Regions from separate parts of the Sus scrofa genome. Here region 1 is linked to region 2. Evidence: chromatin contacts called from public promoter capture Hi-C data. All regions are on one chromosome and are shown on one strand. The core of a region is the stretch at or near the end of the contact, and the rest is flanking DNA. Distances in the headings are between cores, read along the strand shown. Region 1 holds the start of BEST4 (bestrophin-4). Region 2 holds the start of TESK2 (dual specificity testis-specific protein kinase 2).

What was found. Promoter capture Hi-C pulls out the DNA fragments that hold promoters and counts their contacts.
Region 1: a contact with region 2 is called in a promoter capture Hi-C map of fetal liver, with 4 times the contacts expected there. The contact joins the promoter of BEST4 here to the promoter of TESK2 in region 2. A contact is called at or near these places in 1 of 5 promoter capture datasets (fetal liver) and 1 of 2 datasets of contacts at active chromatin or transcription factors (skeletal muscle).

The regions. Positions count from the first base shown.
Region 1 is chr6:166,535,266-166,542,674 of Sscrofa11.1, reverse strand. BEST4 (bestrophin-4) reads right to left here and starts at 1,908. Exons shown (of 9, transcript XM_021096779.1): 1 at 570-1,908; 2 at 1-116. The coding sequence starts at 104. It overlaps LOC110261241 (a long non-coding RNA gene), which reads left to right. Exons shown (of 3, transcript XR_002345227.1): 3 at 1,915-1,968.
Region 2 is chr6:165,870,117-165,877,499 of Sscrofa11.1, reverse strand. It overlaps TESK2 (dual specificity testis-specific protein kinase 2), which reads right to left and starts at 3,324. Exons shown (of 12, transcript XM_021096752.1): 1 at 2,976-3,324; 2 at 2,190-2,300. It overlaps LOC110261410, which reads right to left. Exons shown (of 9, transcript XM_021097629.1): 9 at 6,733-7,051.

The DNA.
Region 1 (7,409 bases), core at 659-3,158, 670 kb before region 2:
TCCTTGTAGAGGAGCTTGTAGATGCTCCCCCTCCAGCGGAGAAGCAGGCCAGAGAAGCTTCCGAAGCGGGCCTCTGCCACTTTGAGGGTATATGAGACCGTCATGGTGCGGGGCGCCTGTGGCAAAAGGTCGCAAGAGCTGCCCCCAGGGCTGTCCTTCTCCCCCAGCAAGCCTTCTCCTTAGCTGGCCTTCTCCACACCAAGCTTAGGTCCCCAGGCAACCGTAGCTCAACGCTGGTCCCCCCGCCCCAGCCCAGTATCCTCCTGTGTCAGGAGACAAGGGGAGGAAGCTGCAGAGCAGACTGAGCACGCCCACAGCCTGGAACCCGGTGGTGCTTGGGTGAAGCCAGGACGGGGCGGGCGAAGGGGGAGCTGAGATCTACACTCTCTCATGCATGAGGCTTCCCCAGGCGCCTCTTCCTCTTGCAGGGCTGAGAGTCCCGGTCATGAACTGCTGAAAAAAGGAGGTCCGACTCTAGCCCAGACTCCACCACCTTGGGGTCTTGCTCTGGAAGCTGATAACTGGTCTCTCAAGGCCAGGGTGCTCCCCCCCACCCCCCACCAACCTACCTGATCTGGGCAGCAGCCTGTGCCAAGGAAGGGGAACTGGGCTAGCCTTCACCCAACAACACTTAAGTACCTCCTGGGCCCATAAAGTTTGGCTGGACTGCGGTTATCATTGATGGATTGAGGCTGTCACCCAGCTTCCCCTGATCCTGGGAACTGGATGTGTCTCCCTACGCCTGCAGGGCTGGGCTGGCCTTTGCGTGGCATAAATGCCATCTGCATTGACCCCACAGCTCGCAGCATGTCCTTGAATCCAGGAGGACTGTCCCACGCTCCAGGTGAGAAGACAGATGCATGATAAAATGTTATGACAACTGCAGATGGCAGAGCACTGACTAAGTGACAGGCACTCTGCCAAAGCACCACTCTGTCACCCTCTGCCCTGTCTTGGGAAGCTCCTTCCCCCACACTGTGAGCTGGTTCTCACTGCCAGTGTTTCCTGAAGAGAGGAAGCAAGGAGAGGTGGTTCGGGGCACAAGCTTAAGAGTCGGAAAAACCCGGGTTTTTGGAGGTCCTGTTGTGGCGCAGCGGAAACGAACCCGACTGTTACCCATGAGGAGGCGGATTCCATCCCGGCCTCACTCAGGGGGTTAAGGATCCGGTGCTGCTGTGAGCGGCAGTGGGGTAGGTCACAGACGCAGCTTGGATTCCGTGTTGCTGTGGCCTAAGCCAGCAGCTACAGCTCTGATTCCACCCCTAGCCTGGGAACTTCCATATGCCACAGGTTTGGTCCTGAAAAGCCAAAAGAAAAAGAAAAACTTGGGTTTGAAGTCTAGCTCTTCGTAACCCTGTCCAAGATTTCTCATCTCTCTGAACCTTCGTTTCCTCCTCTGCAAAACAGGATCAATAATTCCTTTCTCACGGTGCAGTGGAGGGTATCCAGAGAAACAATGCCCAGCGCCTGCAGCATGCAGGCATTGATCCTGGGTTGCTCTCATCAGCAAAATCCAAGTCTGACCCTTTGTTTTCCACCTACTGGTCCACTGTTGCATCCCAGCGCCAGGCAGTCCTTCAGAGACTGAGAGGCAGAGACCTTTCTCCTCTCGCCTGGCCTGCCCGCCCCGTGCCAAACAGGGCTCTCAGTCTGGGTGTACAGCCTCTGAGATGCCCCTACTTCTGCCCACGGTCGCCAGCCTCTGGCTTCGCTCTCTTTCCTGCTCCTGCGAGGTCCTCTTCTGTCTATGAAAAGATGTCGCCTCTGGCCTGTGAGACCCTAGAGGATGGGGTTGCATCTGATTCATCTCAGTAAAGCTGGGGAGACTTGAACCCAGGCCAGCTTTTCTTTTCTTTTCTCTTTATTTTTTGGTCCTTTTTAATCTGAGCGACATCTGGCCTTCCTCCCCGCTAGAGGTGGAATCGGAGCTACCGCTGCCGGCCTACGCCACAGCCACAGCAATGCGGGATCCAAGCTTCGCCTGCGACCTACCCCACAGCTCACGGCAACGCCAGATCCTTAACCCACTGAGTGAGGCCAGGGATCGAACCCGCATCCTCATGGATCCTAGTCGTGTTTGCTCATCATGGAGCCACGAAGGGAACTCCTCCTCCCCACTTTATGTAAGCAAGGTCTGGAAACCAATTCATGGCCTGATGAGTTATGTTCTCCTTCCGGGGCCCAGGTGGAGATCTCAGTATGTGGAAAGAACAGGACTCTGTGTGTGTGTGTGTGTGTGTCCTGGAAATCTGGAAGCCCCAGGACCTGACCTGGGGAGGGCAAGACTCCAGCTCTGGGGCCTCAGCCGTCATGGCCACGCAGCCCCTTCCTAAGCGCTGATCTGTGGCTTTCCTAAAGCATTCTGGGTTGCTTACCACTTAACCAGTCTCTGGTACCTGGGAAGCCAGGCCCTGGCACTGGGGGAGCTCAGGCCCTGGGGTCCTGGAAGCTTCTTTCTGACAGTGGACCCTGAGGACAGCCCAGCTGGCTGGTTTCTGTCCTAGGCCCCCACCCTCATTTGAGGCCCTCTTGCCTCTGCCTGTTACCTGCTCTCTGGCTCACTGGGCTGTGAATTTCCCACAGAGCCACTGGTAAAGGTATGGGACCTGAAGTCTGCCCCGGGAAGGAGCAGTCCCCAGGCCACACCCAGCCCCTCCTTCCTGAGTCACTTTATCTCCGTTCCCAGCTGCTGACAGGTCCCTTTGGTTTATGGTCTAGGAGAGGGAACCGCTCCACCTGTAAATTACTTTCCCCACCCTTTTTTTATCCTCCTCTAGCTCTTGCCTCTCCCTCTCTTCTGGGCCTAACCACCCATGCCCCCTGCCCTCCTCACAGCTGAGAGCTGGCTACATGGCTTGGCAGTTTACAGCATGGAGTCTGGAGACAGACCGCCTAGATTTTTTCTATTTTATTTTGTCTTTTTTAGGGCCGCACCCGCGGCATATGGAGGTTCCCAGGCTAGGGGTCAAATTGGAGCTGTAGCCACCAGCCTACATCACAGCCACAGCAACGACGGATCCTTGACCCACTGAGTAAGGCCAGGGATTGAACCCGCAACTTCATGGTTCCTAGTCAGATTCATTTCCACTGCGCTACGATGGGAACTCCAGACTGCCTAGATTTTTAAACCCAGACTCCACAGTGAACTACCTTCATGACCAAGCCAACGGTTTAACCTCTCTGTCCTTAATTTCCCTAAGGGAGAAACAGAATGATAATGCCTGTCTCCTGGAGTAGTTACGACTATCAAGTGAATTAATATTTTTAAAGAGCTCGGTAAGCATGTGATACTATTAGTATCTCCTCTTTTCTGGCCCTGCTCTTGTATTTCCATCTCTGCCCACACCGAGGACACTTGAGATCTTACTGCTGAATCCAGTAGGTCCCTCCTGAGGCCTAACCTTACGTGGACTCTCTCATTCTTTTTCCCTTTTTTTTTGGCTGGGCCTGTGGCATGCATAAATTCCAGGGCCAGAGAGCGAACCGGTGCCACAGCTTCAGCCCAAGCCACAGCGGTGACAATGCTGGATCCTTAACCCCCTGTTCCAACAAGGGAACTCGGGCATCTCTCTCTCTCTTTGTCTTTTGTCTTTTTAGGGCCTTACCCACGGTCAAAGACACGGCTCGGATCTGGCATTGCTGTGGCTGTGGTGTGGCCGGCGGCTGCAGCTCCAATTAGACCCCTAGCCTGGGAATATGCTGCAGACGCAGCCCTCAAAAGACAAAAACAAACAAACAAACAAACAAAACAGAAATAATGACCCACAGAAAAGTCAGGCAATGGTGAATAGGGGAGTCAGACATCTTGGGTTCAGATCTTGCCTCTGCCCCTTGGCAGTTGCATATGACTGGGCAAGAGGCAAACCTAGGTGAGCCTCAGTTCCCTCATCTGTCAAGTGGGGATAATAATCACATCCACATGGTAAGTTTACTATGAGCTTAGCCCAGTGCCTGGGATGCGGCAGGTGCATAAGATCCCTTAACGGCAGCCTATGTGACACTGAGGGAGGAGGCAGAACAGGCTGCTGGGCCCTTCAGTTACAGCATCCCAGAGGATGTCCTCCTGATGTCCTTGCTCCCAGAGGGAGCTCACGAACCTTATTAACCTCCCAAGGGGCAAAAATAATGAAGGATAAGAGCACACCGCCCCAAAATATGCTACTTTGGCATACTGATTATTTTGAGCTGTTTTACAGCAAATGCAGTGAGAGGTTTTCTTTGAGTTCCCCTTATCTGCTAAAGACGTCTGGAAGGAACCCCGTGATCGAGTCCCCTTCCCAGGACTTTCACCTCACATCACAGGAGAGGAAAGTGGAATTCTGTATCACATCCAGACAAATTTTGTCATAAACTGTCACATCTCCCATCCAGTCTTCTGAGGGTCTCTTCATCTTTCCTAGAAATTATTTCAGGCCGCTTTCCTAAAAGGCTTACTTTCCCTTCTCTCTGTCTCTATTCAATTCTAAGCCACATGGGGGAGTTACTCATTTTCCCCTGGGTATCTCCCATATATACATAAGTTACACGTGTTAATAAACTTGGTTTTTGTATTCGTTGTTGTTGTTTCTCTGTCTCTTTTTTTTCTTTTTCTTTCTTTTTTTTTTTTTTTTTTTTTTTTTGGTCTTTTTAGGGCCACATCCTTGGCATATGGATGTTCCCAGGCTAGAGGCTGAATTGGAAATGCAGCTGCCAGCCACAGCTACCCCAGATCCAAGCTGCATCTGCAACCCACACCACAGCTCACAGCAACCCCAGATCCTTAACCCACTAAACGAGGCCAGGGACCTGAACCCAAGGCTCATGGATACTGGTTGGGTCCCTTAGTGCTGAGCCACAACAGGAACTCCCTGCTGTTGCGAATTTCTTCGTTGAAGGCTACTGTGTGAGTTAATTTGATGAGGGAATACAACTTTTTTTTTTTTTTTTTTCTGCAATCACAGCATATGGAAGCCCCCAGGCCACGAATGGAATCCAAGCCACAGGAATTCCCAGTGTGGCTCAGTGGTAGAGTTGTGGCTCTGCCATCGGTGTGGCGAAGCTGGATCCTTTAACCCAGTGCATTGGGCTGGGGATCGAACCTCCGTCGCCACAGAGACAAGGCCAGATCCTTCTCCCTCTGCACTACCATGGGAACTCCAAGGGAATCCAGCTTTAGATAGTGTGCTTGGAGAGGCCCCTCTGAGGAGGTGACATTGGAGTTAAGGCAGAAAAGATGAGAATGTGTGAGTAGTAAATAAAGACGGGCGGGGATAGTATTCCAGGCGGAGGGAACAGATGTGCGAAGGCCCAGAGGCAGGAAGAGTTCTGTTCTGTGTGAGGAAGAGTGAGGAGGAGGCCTCTCCGGCTGGAGCAATGCGGGCTGGAGGAGATTGCTTGGAGAAGGAGACAGGGCATGAGGCTGCGGAACTTTGTAGAACATCACCCGGATTCTGGATTTCACACTCAGAGCAAATGGGAAACCACTGAAGAGGTATTTGTAAGAAATACACTACAAATGCTATGTGGGGATGGTACTTTGAAGAAAAGGTTAATCAAGGAATTCCCTTGTCGCTCAGTGGTTGATGAATCCGACTAGGAACAATGAGGTTTCGGTTGCTCAGGGGGTTGAGGATCCAGTGTTGCCGTGAGCTCTGGTGGAGCTGCAGACGCAGCTCCTCGGATCTGGCGTCGCTGTGGCTGTGGTGTAGGCCGGCGGCAACAGCTCCAATTCGACCCCTAGCCTGGGAACCTCTATATGCCTCAGGTGCAGTCCTAAAGAAAAAAGAAAAGGAAAGAAAGAAAAAAATACAACCTACTAATAAAAAATTCAAAACTGGAAAAAAAAAAAGAGTCCTATATGAAAACCAAAGATGGGTGGAGTTTTGACTCCTGTCCCCACCCTGAGCACTTTAGAAGGTGACTGTATTTGAAGACGGGTCCTTTAAAGAGATAATAGGGAGGGGTCCTTAGGTAGGGCCTAAACTGATCTGATGAATGTCTTTAAAAGAAGGAATTGGGGCACGTAGGGAAAGATCATGCGAAGTCAGAGGGACCCTGCCATCTACAAACCGGGAGAGAGGACTCAAGAAAATCTGCCTTGTCCATACCTGGGTCATGACCTTCCAGACTCCAAAAGTGTGGGGAAATAAATCTGTAGTTTGAGCCACCTAGTCTGTGCTATTTTGTTAAGACAACCCTAGCAAACACATAGGAAGACATTTTGCTCTGTTCTCCGAATATAAAATGGTAATATTGGAAGTTCCCATTGTGGTTCAGTGCTAACGAACCAGACGAGAAACCTCGAGGACCTGGGTTCAATCCCTGGTCCCACTCAGTGGGTTAAGGATCCAGTGTTGCCGTGAGCTGTGGTGTAGGTCACAGATCTGGCATGGCTGTAACTGTGGCGTAGGCCGGCAGCTGCAGCTCTAATTTGACCCCTAGCCCAGGAACGTCAATATGCCATGCTCGTGCAGCCCTAAAAAAAAAAAAAAAAAAAAAAAAAAAAAAAAATTGCAATATCAAATGTGCCTTATCAAACTATACATGCCTCAACCCATTTGCCCTGTGGATTTGCTTTTTCTGGCCTCACCTTTACCACTTCCCCACCAAACCCTCTTGGAAAATTGTTTTGTTTTTTTGTCTTTTTAGGGCTGCACCCGAGGCATAAGGAGGTTCCCAGGCTAGGGGCACAATCAGAGCTACGGCTGCCGGCCTACACCACAGCTCACAGCAATGCCAGATCCGAGCTGCATCTGTGACCTACACCACAGCTCACAGCAATGCCAGATCCTTAACCTGCTGAGCGAGGCCAGGGATCGAACCTGCAACCTCATGGTTCCTAGTTGGATTTGTCTCCAATGAGCCACGACAGGAACTCCGAAACTTGACCTGTACGATAAAGACCAAACTCCGGAGTGTGGCACATGAGGCCTTTCTGCCCACCCGCATCTCCTTTCCCCCTCACGGTCTGAGCTACGGACACTTCTCCCCATCTCGGGCTGGTTTGGTCTCCCTTCCGTGGGCAGAGGGCAAAGCTAGAGAGGTAGATTCTTGTGGGCCTGCTGAGGGACTGGCTGTGTGGAGGGAGGACGAAACTGAGATGAGACGAAAGGCAAGGAGACCAACCGGGTGCTGCAGCAATAATCCCTGCCTGCGAGACTGTGACCCAGACTAGGGGGCTTGGAGACGCTGCAGTGAAATGCACAGACTTCAGGGATATTTGGGAGATAAACCTGAGTGGAATTGTGTATTCAGTAATTATTTGTCGACTTTCCTGGCTACTCTTTCTTCTTTTGTCTTTTAGGGCCTCACCGGCGGCAGCATATGGAGGTTCCCAGGCTAGGGGTCCAATCGGAGCTATAGGCACCAGCCCATGCCACAGCCACAGCAATGTGGGATCTGAGCCGCATCTGCAACCTACACCACAGCTC
Region 2 (7,383 bases), core at 2,075-4,574:
AGTTCTCAGGCCAGGGATGGAGCAGTAACCAGAGCCACAGCAGTGACACCACCAGATCCTTAAACTGTTGAGCCGTGAGGGAACTCCTACACTCTGCCCTGCTTTTTGTTTTACCTTGAAACTATATCTATATTGAACTCTCAGCTTCCCCATGCTCTGTATTTCTTACAAAATCTAGTCTTCAACCACATTTCTGATCGTCTCCTTATTCTCCAATAAACTAGCCCCGAGAAAGGTTTTATTTCTTACAACCCCAGCTTGGACTCTCAAAGTCCATCATATCACCCACATTATCACTAGCAATATAAAGTTACTCTCCATTTTATCGTACTTGTAAATTCCAATTTTGTATCAACCAATTATCTTTTTTCTATTTTTTTTTCTTTTTGTTACTCAATGAATTTCATTACAGTTATAGTTGTACAATGATCATCACAACCAAATGTTACAGCATTTTCATCCCAAAACCCCCAGCTGTGAGTCAATATCTGTTCTGCAAAGAAGTTCATTGTGTCCTTTTTTTAGATTTCACATGTAAGTGATAGCATTTGAAGTAGGTATTTCACTGTCCGACTGACTTCACTTAACATGAAGTCTTTTTTTTTTTTTTTGAAGAGCTGCACCCGAGGCATATGGAAGCTCTCAGGTTAGGGGTCGAATCGGAGCTGTAGATGCCAGCCACAGCTACACCAAATCCTTAGCCCACTGAGCAGATCCTTAAACTGTTGAGCCATGAGGGAACTCCTACACTCTGCCTTGCTTTTTGTTTTACCTTGAAACTATACCCGCATACTCATGGATACTAGTCGGGTTAGTTACTGCTAAGCCACGACAGGAACTCCCATCAACCCAATTATCTTTTTTGCCCTCTTGGTCTTGGGCTCCTGGAGAAATGCAAAATCCACGCTCCGGGGTCCCATACAAATATATATTTCTAATTCTAATTGGGCCCTAAATATGGTCAGTAGCTTTTTTTTTTTAATCCTAATCTATTCCTCTTTCATTTTCCATCGAAGATGTCCATGGCCGTAATACTCAAGCCAGAAACCCCCCAGAGTACCTTTAGTCTCCAAAGATAACTGACTTCATAAATCACTGATCACATCAAGAAAATAAGACAATCTTCCAAACTCCCTCTCCTCCTTTTGCTCCTACCACATCGTTATCCATCTTGACGTCTATCCTTCCGGTGTCAAAGAATGAAATGCCCACCATATGTCCTAAATAACATTTCCCTCAACCGACAAAACTGTTTCACCTGCAATCAAAAGAGTAACACACATGAGCCATAGTGGAAAGAACAAAGGTTTCAGAGCTACCACAGATCTTTTTTAAATTATTGCCTATAGTCTTCCCAACTGTAAAAAAGGAATCCTGATACCTAAACAAGGCTGTTGTGACCTGTAAGGCGTCTTTATGATACCTGGCATATAGTATAATCTCAACAAAGATGTTTCACTATCAGCTCTCCTTCATAACCACAGTTGTCAAAAGATGAATTTTACTCACTGCCTCACACTTGCTCTTCAATCCATCATGATCTGACTACTGCCACCATTCCCACGTCACACTATGTACAGTAGTTTTCAAAGAAAACAAGCCAACTCCTAATTATTAAATTCAGTGGTTTCTTCCCAATTCTCATTCTGTTGGTCAAACGTCATACAGCGACGATCAGCCGCGCCCTTCTTGAAACCTTCTTCCTTTGGCTTCCATCATAGTGACACTCTGTTCTAGTTCTTGTTCCAGTCTTTTAACCTCTCTTCCTCAAGGTCTGTTACCCAAATAATGATGCTCCTTCTGGTCCGTAGCCCTTTTCTTCTCTTCTTTCAGTATTACCATCCCATTCTAAGGCTTCAAATATCCCCTATATATTCTCGGTAACCCTCAAATTTATGCATTCAGTTCCAACCCTTCTCCCAATTCTCAGACCCAAATTTCTAGCGACCCACAATGAAATCTGAAAAATCCCTCAAACGAAACGTGTCCAAAACCAAATTCATTGCTTTCCCTTACAATTGCTTCCTTACGTCCCTACTTCAATTAACACCACCAGTCCCTCCCACGAGTCAAGGTAGCCATCTCCCACTAATTCCGTTTGGAAACCTCATGGAATTGCACGCCTTTCTCTTCATTTTCGCGTCCCTCTTCCCCTCTGACCTGGATTAGCACACTCCTCTCCTGCCTACCTAGGCTTTCTGCCTCCATAGTCCTCACTTCTGAATTCCTCCTCCGTTTTCGCCGGAGATAATCCACCAAACCCAACCGCTGCTTACAGAAGCGTCGATGGTTCCCCATACCTACAGAATGAAGTCCAACTCATGTGGCAAGGCTTTTTCAGAGGGAAAAGCTGAACGGTTTCTACATTCGGCAAACCCGGCTTCATGCCAGCTACCTCTGAATACTGGCTTCGTCCAGAGTGTTTAAAGCGAGGGGGACGGGCAGAGGAGGGAAGAGGAGAGACGCGGAAAAGAGGGGTAACCGGGGGGAAGTGGAACGAAAGAGCCAGGAGTGTCTGCCCGGGGGAGTATCTCTCGAGAGGAGAAGTGGATGTTTTCGAGGGAAGAGTGTGTTTGAGAAGAGTGAGGGAGTCCGGAGCTCCGAGACGGCCGAGAGAAGCTCTCCGGGTGGAGCCAGAGGTCTCGGAAACAGGAGGGAAAGACTCCCGAGTCTCCGCAGGACAGAAAGTGCCCGAGAGGAGTCCGGGACCGGGTCCCTCCTACGAAGGAACGTCTCACGGGCTCCGGGCCTCCGGGGGGAGGGGAGGGGCTGTCCTGGGGCCCGGGAGGAAGTGAAGAGAAGGGAAAGGGGTCGAAGAGGGTCCCCAGCACGGAGAGGAGGACCTCCGGCAAGAGGAGGAGTCCTGCCAGTGCGGAAGATGTGAGCGCCAGTGCTCCGGGACGTAGACGGGTAGCAGCCGCCCGCGCGGGCCGGGGTGCCCCGGGCTCGTGCCCCACGCGCTCTCCTGGCGTTACCTGAGGCGGGACTTAGCAGCCAGAGAGGGGCCTGCGCGGGTGGGAGGGGGAGGCGGAGGCAAAGGGGGAGCATAGTAGCCCTCACAGCTCGGAGGCGGCAGCGGCTCTTAGCCTGCGGAGGCGGTGGGCGTCCCTCGCGCAGAAGCCGGCGACTCGGCGGGGCCAGCGGCGGCGAAGAACGAGGAGGCTACTGCCATGACCCCGCAGTCGGGGCCGCTCCCCCGCGCCTGCTCGGCGGGGCCAGAAGGGTGATCCGGCCGGCGAGTCAAAGAGAGCGGCTGGAAGCGCCGCTGGGCTCCCCGGCCGCAAGCAGGCGACCGAAACGCCTGCCCCGCAGGGCAGGGGAGCTAGGGGCGGGGCTTCAACTGCCACACCCCTCTACTCAAGCCCTCCCACAAAGCAGCCAATCAATGGTCCATCCTTGAAAAAACGAGCTAGAGGAATTGCCCAATTAGCGTTAAGAATGCCACGTGGTATGAGGGTGGGCACAATGGGCTTTCAGAAGAGCCAATCATCAGCCGCAAGCGCCAACGCTGGCGGAGGAAGGGAACCAATAGGAAGGAAGCGGAGGTAAAAACAGAAGAGGCAGTGTGTGGGAAAGGCGGAACCAAAGAGGAGGGAATACACCTGGGGGAAACCCAAGCACCCGAGCCTCTCAGGGGGCGGGACAGTAAACACAAAATGGACCAATCAAAGTGCCAAACATATACAACCGCTTGGTAATTGATAAACCCAACAGAAAATGGATTCGACTGGAGCAGCTTTTGGGTTGGTGAACTTATAGCTGAGTAGGCAAAAGCCGTATGAATGGTGAGTTGGACAGGAGCTCAGTATAGTGGGGGCGGGGGGGGACATACATAAACAACTACTAGTGACTCGAGATAGTAAGAGCAATGGGTAGAAATGCTAAGGGAGCAAGCAATTCATCTAGACTAAGATTCGACTTGGTGAAAGCTTCGAGGAGGTAATACTTGCGCTGCCTTGAAAAGAGGAGTAGAGAATAAGAATTCTATTCAACTGCTCAACAGGCGCGTATTTCCTCATGTTCTCCATATGCCTGGACCTCAGGCACTCATTATCTCATGCCTGAGCATATTGGAACAGGACAAGAGCAGCTAAAGAAACAGTGGAGTACGGGCCCTCCTGCACCAGCACTCCCTGGGATTAGAGACCTCTTCTCTGACATCTCTAGGCTTGCCTCCTATTGGAAGGGTCTTGATAGATGAGTGGGATTTGAATTAGTTAGAGGATGGGTGATGTGCATTCCTAGTGGCACTAAAGTTTAACAGAGAGAAGTGGTAGAAAATAAAAATGGAAAGAGAAGAGGTTAAATATGGGTGTAGCCATAAGCCAAACTTGCCCTTTCTTTTTTAGGCTGTGAGAATTATCCAAGGTTAACAGTAGAGTAGCCTTAACAGGACAGTTTTAGGAAGATTGATAGTTCACTGGCTCTCTGAAAGGAGAAAAGAGATCACCAGAGCCCAGTCCCCCTGGCCCAAAGCCTTTGATATCATTCTTGCAGCAAGAAATCATGTGCTGCCACCTGGTGACAGTTTAAATTCCATTGTTCCACATTGCTATTTAATGTTTCTGTTGTTTCTGTTGAGTCCTGGTACCCTTGCAAATCTGTCTTCCACCAAGCTTGATGCAAAGTAGCTGATAAGTAGGACACTGGTAGCCTGTAGATTAAATAATGCCATTATGCATATGTATCACCTGCCAGTGAAAGACATTAAAGACAGGGGGTTCCTTGCACCTGCTTTAGCAGGAAGATGAACCTTGATGGGAAGTTTTCAGTTTTGTTTTTTTTTAACAGGTACTGTTTGATCCAGGTCTGACCTCTACCATTCCACTCTCAGCAATCTCCCTAATTGGAGTTCCCGTCGTGGCGCAGTGGTTAACGAATCCGACTAGGAACCATGAGGTTGTGGGTTCGATCCCTGCCCTTGCTCAGTGGGTTAACGATCCGGCGTTGCCGTGAGCTGTGGTGTAGGTTGCAGATGTGGCTCGGATCCTGTGTTGCTGTGGCTCTGGCGTAGGCTGGCAGCTACAGCTCCATTTAGACCCCTAGCCTGGGAACTTCCATATGCTGCGGGAGCAGCCCAAGAAATGACAAAAAAAAAAAAAAAAAAAAAAAAGCAATCTCCCTAATGCAGAAATAATCCTTGAGGATTGCTTTACAGATATTCAGATGTCAAGGACCCACTCTTCATGACCTGCCAGGGCCTTGATTGTACCCCATAACAAGTAGTTCCTGCTCTACTCACCCTAGCCTTTTATTATGCTTTTATTTCTGATAACTGTCTCCCCTTCCCAGCCAAACTGAGCTAAGAGCTGGGACCTTTACAGAAGTCCACTGCACATCTTAGCTCAGGACAAACACATACCAGGACTGGTAAGCATTATGCTCAATAAAAAGCCACTTTGTGGGTAAATGGCATTATTTTTGGCTATATTTAGCAGTGGAAGAAACCTCATGACACCTCAGTGAGATGCTGCTGCTTCTAGGGAAATCCTGGACTTGCACTGTCCAGAATACAAGCCCAGGTAAGGAAAAAGTAAAGCTTCCCTTAGACTACCTGGGAAGATATACTTTCCAGAGAACTAGGCAGTAGAAGGATCAGAACCAGTAACCACAAAGCATTTTTTTAAAATATAATATAGGAAATAACAGAGTGTGTAACTCCTAGTAATAATAAGTATTCAATCATAAAATTTCAGTTAAATATATACATGGAGTTCCCGTTGTGGCTCAGGGGGTTAAGAATCCAACTGGTGTCCATAAGCATGCAGGTTCCATCCCTGGCCTCACTTAGTGGGTTAAAGGATCCTGAGTTGCCATGAACTGTGATGCAGGTTGCTGATGTGGCTTGGATCTGGCGTGGCGGTGGCACAGGCTGGCAGCTGTGGCTCCGACTCGACCCCTAGCCTGGGAACTTCCATATTCCGTGGGTGTGGCCCTAAAAAGACAAGAAAATAAATAAATAATGAATAAACATATATATGTATATTTACTAGGCTACAGTGTAAACTGTATTTCTCACTGGTGGTTATAGTCAAAAAATCCTGGAGTTCCCATTGTGGCGCAGTGGTTAACGAATCCGACTGGGAACCATGAGGTTGCGGGTTCGATCCCTGACCTTGCTCAGTGGGTTAACGATCCGGCGTTGCCGAGAGCTGTGGTGTAGGTTGCAGACGCGGCTCGGATCCCGCGTTGCTGTGGCTCTGGTGTAGGCCGGTGGCTCCAGCTCCGATTAGACCCCTAGCCTGGGAACCTCCATATGCCGCGGGAGCGGCCCAAAGAAATAGCAAAAAGACAAAAAAAAAAAAAAAAAATCCTAAAGCCACTGAATTAGAGGCAGAGAGACTGAAAGAAGAGAGAACAGGGAGGAGACTGCTGCAGAAATGCAGCCCGGGCTGCTGAGGATGAAGAGATATGGAGGGGCTAGAATGAGCCTTAAGGCAGAAGCTGGAAAAAAAAAAAAAAGGAAGGAGTCTTCTATGGCCCAGGTCAAAGGCCCATCAGAATATCTTGCCCCCCTCTGCATCTCACAGCAGTACTGCCCCAGAGCATTGTCCTACCACCTCACTCTACCCCCGAGAATGGGCGTTCCCATCTCCTTCCAACTTCCACTGAGCACAGAGCTTGCGCGCAGATTATGAGGTTATTAATGTCTATGAACTTGGATTTCAGAGACAGAGGTGGCAGGAAGCAGTCATGTAACAGGAGGAAGAAAAGGTACAGCTGACTCTATCCTATGTGGGTGCTGATTCACAGAAGACACATCACAATAAAACCATTTTATTGGAGTTGGTGGGTTGGGACAGACAGGCAGCGACAAGCCTCAGTAGGGAGGGCAAGTATCAGAGAGATGAAGAGGGGACCCAGAAAGAGGACCTTGGAGGGGAAGGTGAGCAAAGAAGACTTCATCGTATTACTCTTACTCTTAAAAGTCCTTACAGGTCACTCAGGAGCATCTTGGGGCCCTAAGAGAATAGATCTTCCTGCCCAAGGCTCTGGGCCTGGAGCTGAAAGCTGCTGGACTCCAGGTTAGAAAGAGTGTGCTTCTGGATATCTAAGAGGAGAGAAAAGAGAGAACAAACCATCAGCAAGCACTATGATACATTCAGACCTAGGTCCTGGGCCCTGATTTGGAGGGAGACACAGACCTGACTTGGGATAAGGAGAAACAGGGGTTGGTGGAGTCACAGAGAAAGAGACAAAACATCTTTCTACTCAGCATCAAACAATTAGGCAGCTGGCATCCAGGCACCAATTACTTTTCCTTCTATTTTTTTAACTTTTTTTAATTACAGTTGGTTTACAACGTTCTGTCAATTTCTGCTGAACAGCAATATGTACCAGTCATATGCATAACAAATACTTTTTTATTTTTTATTTTATTTT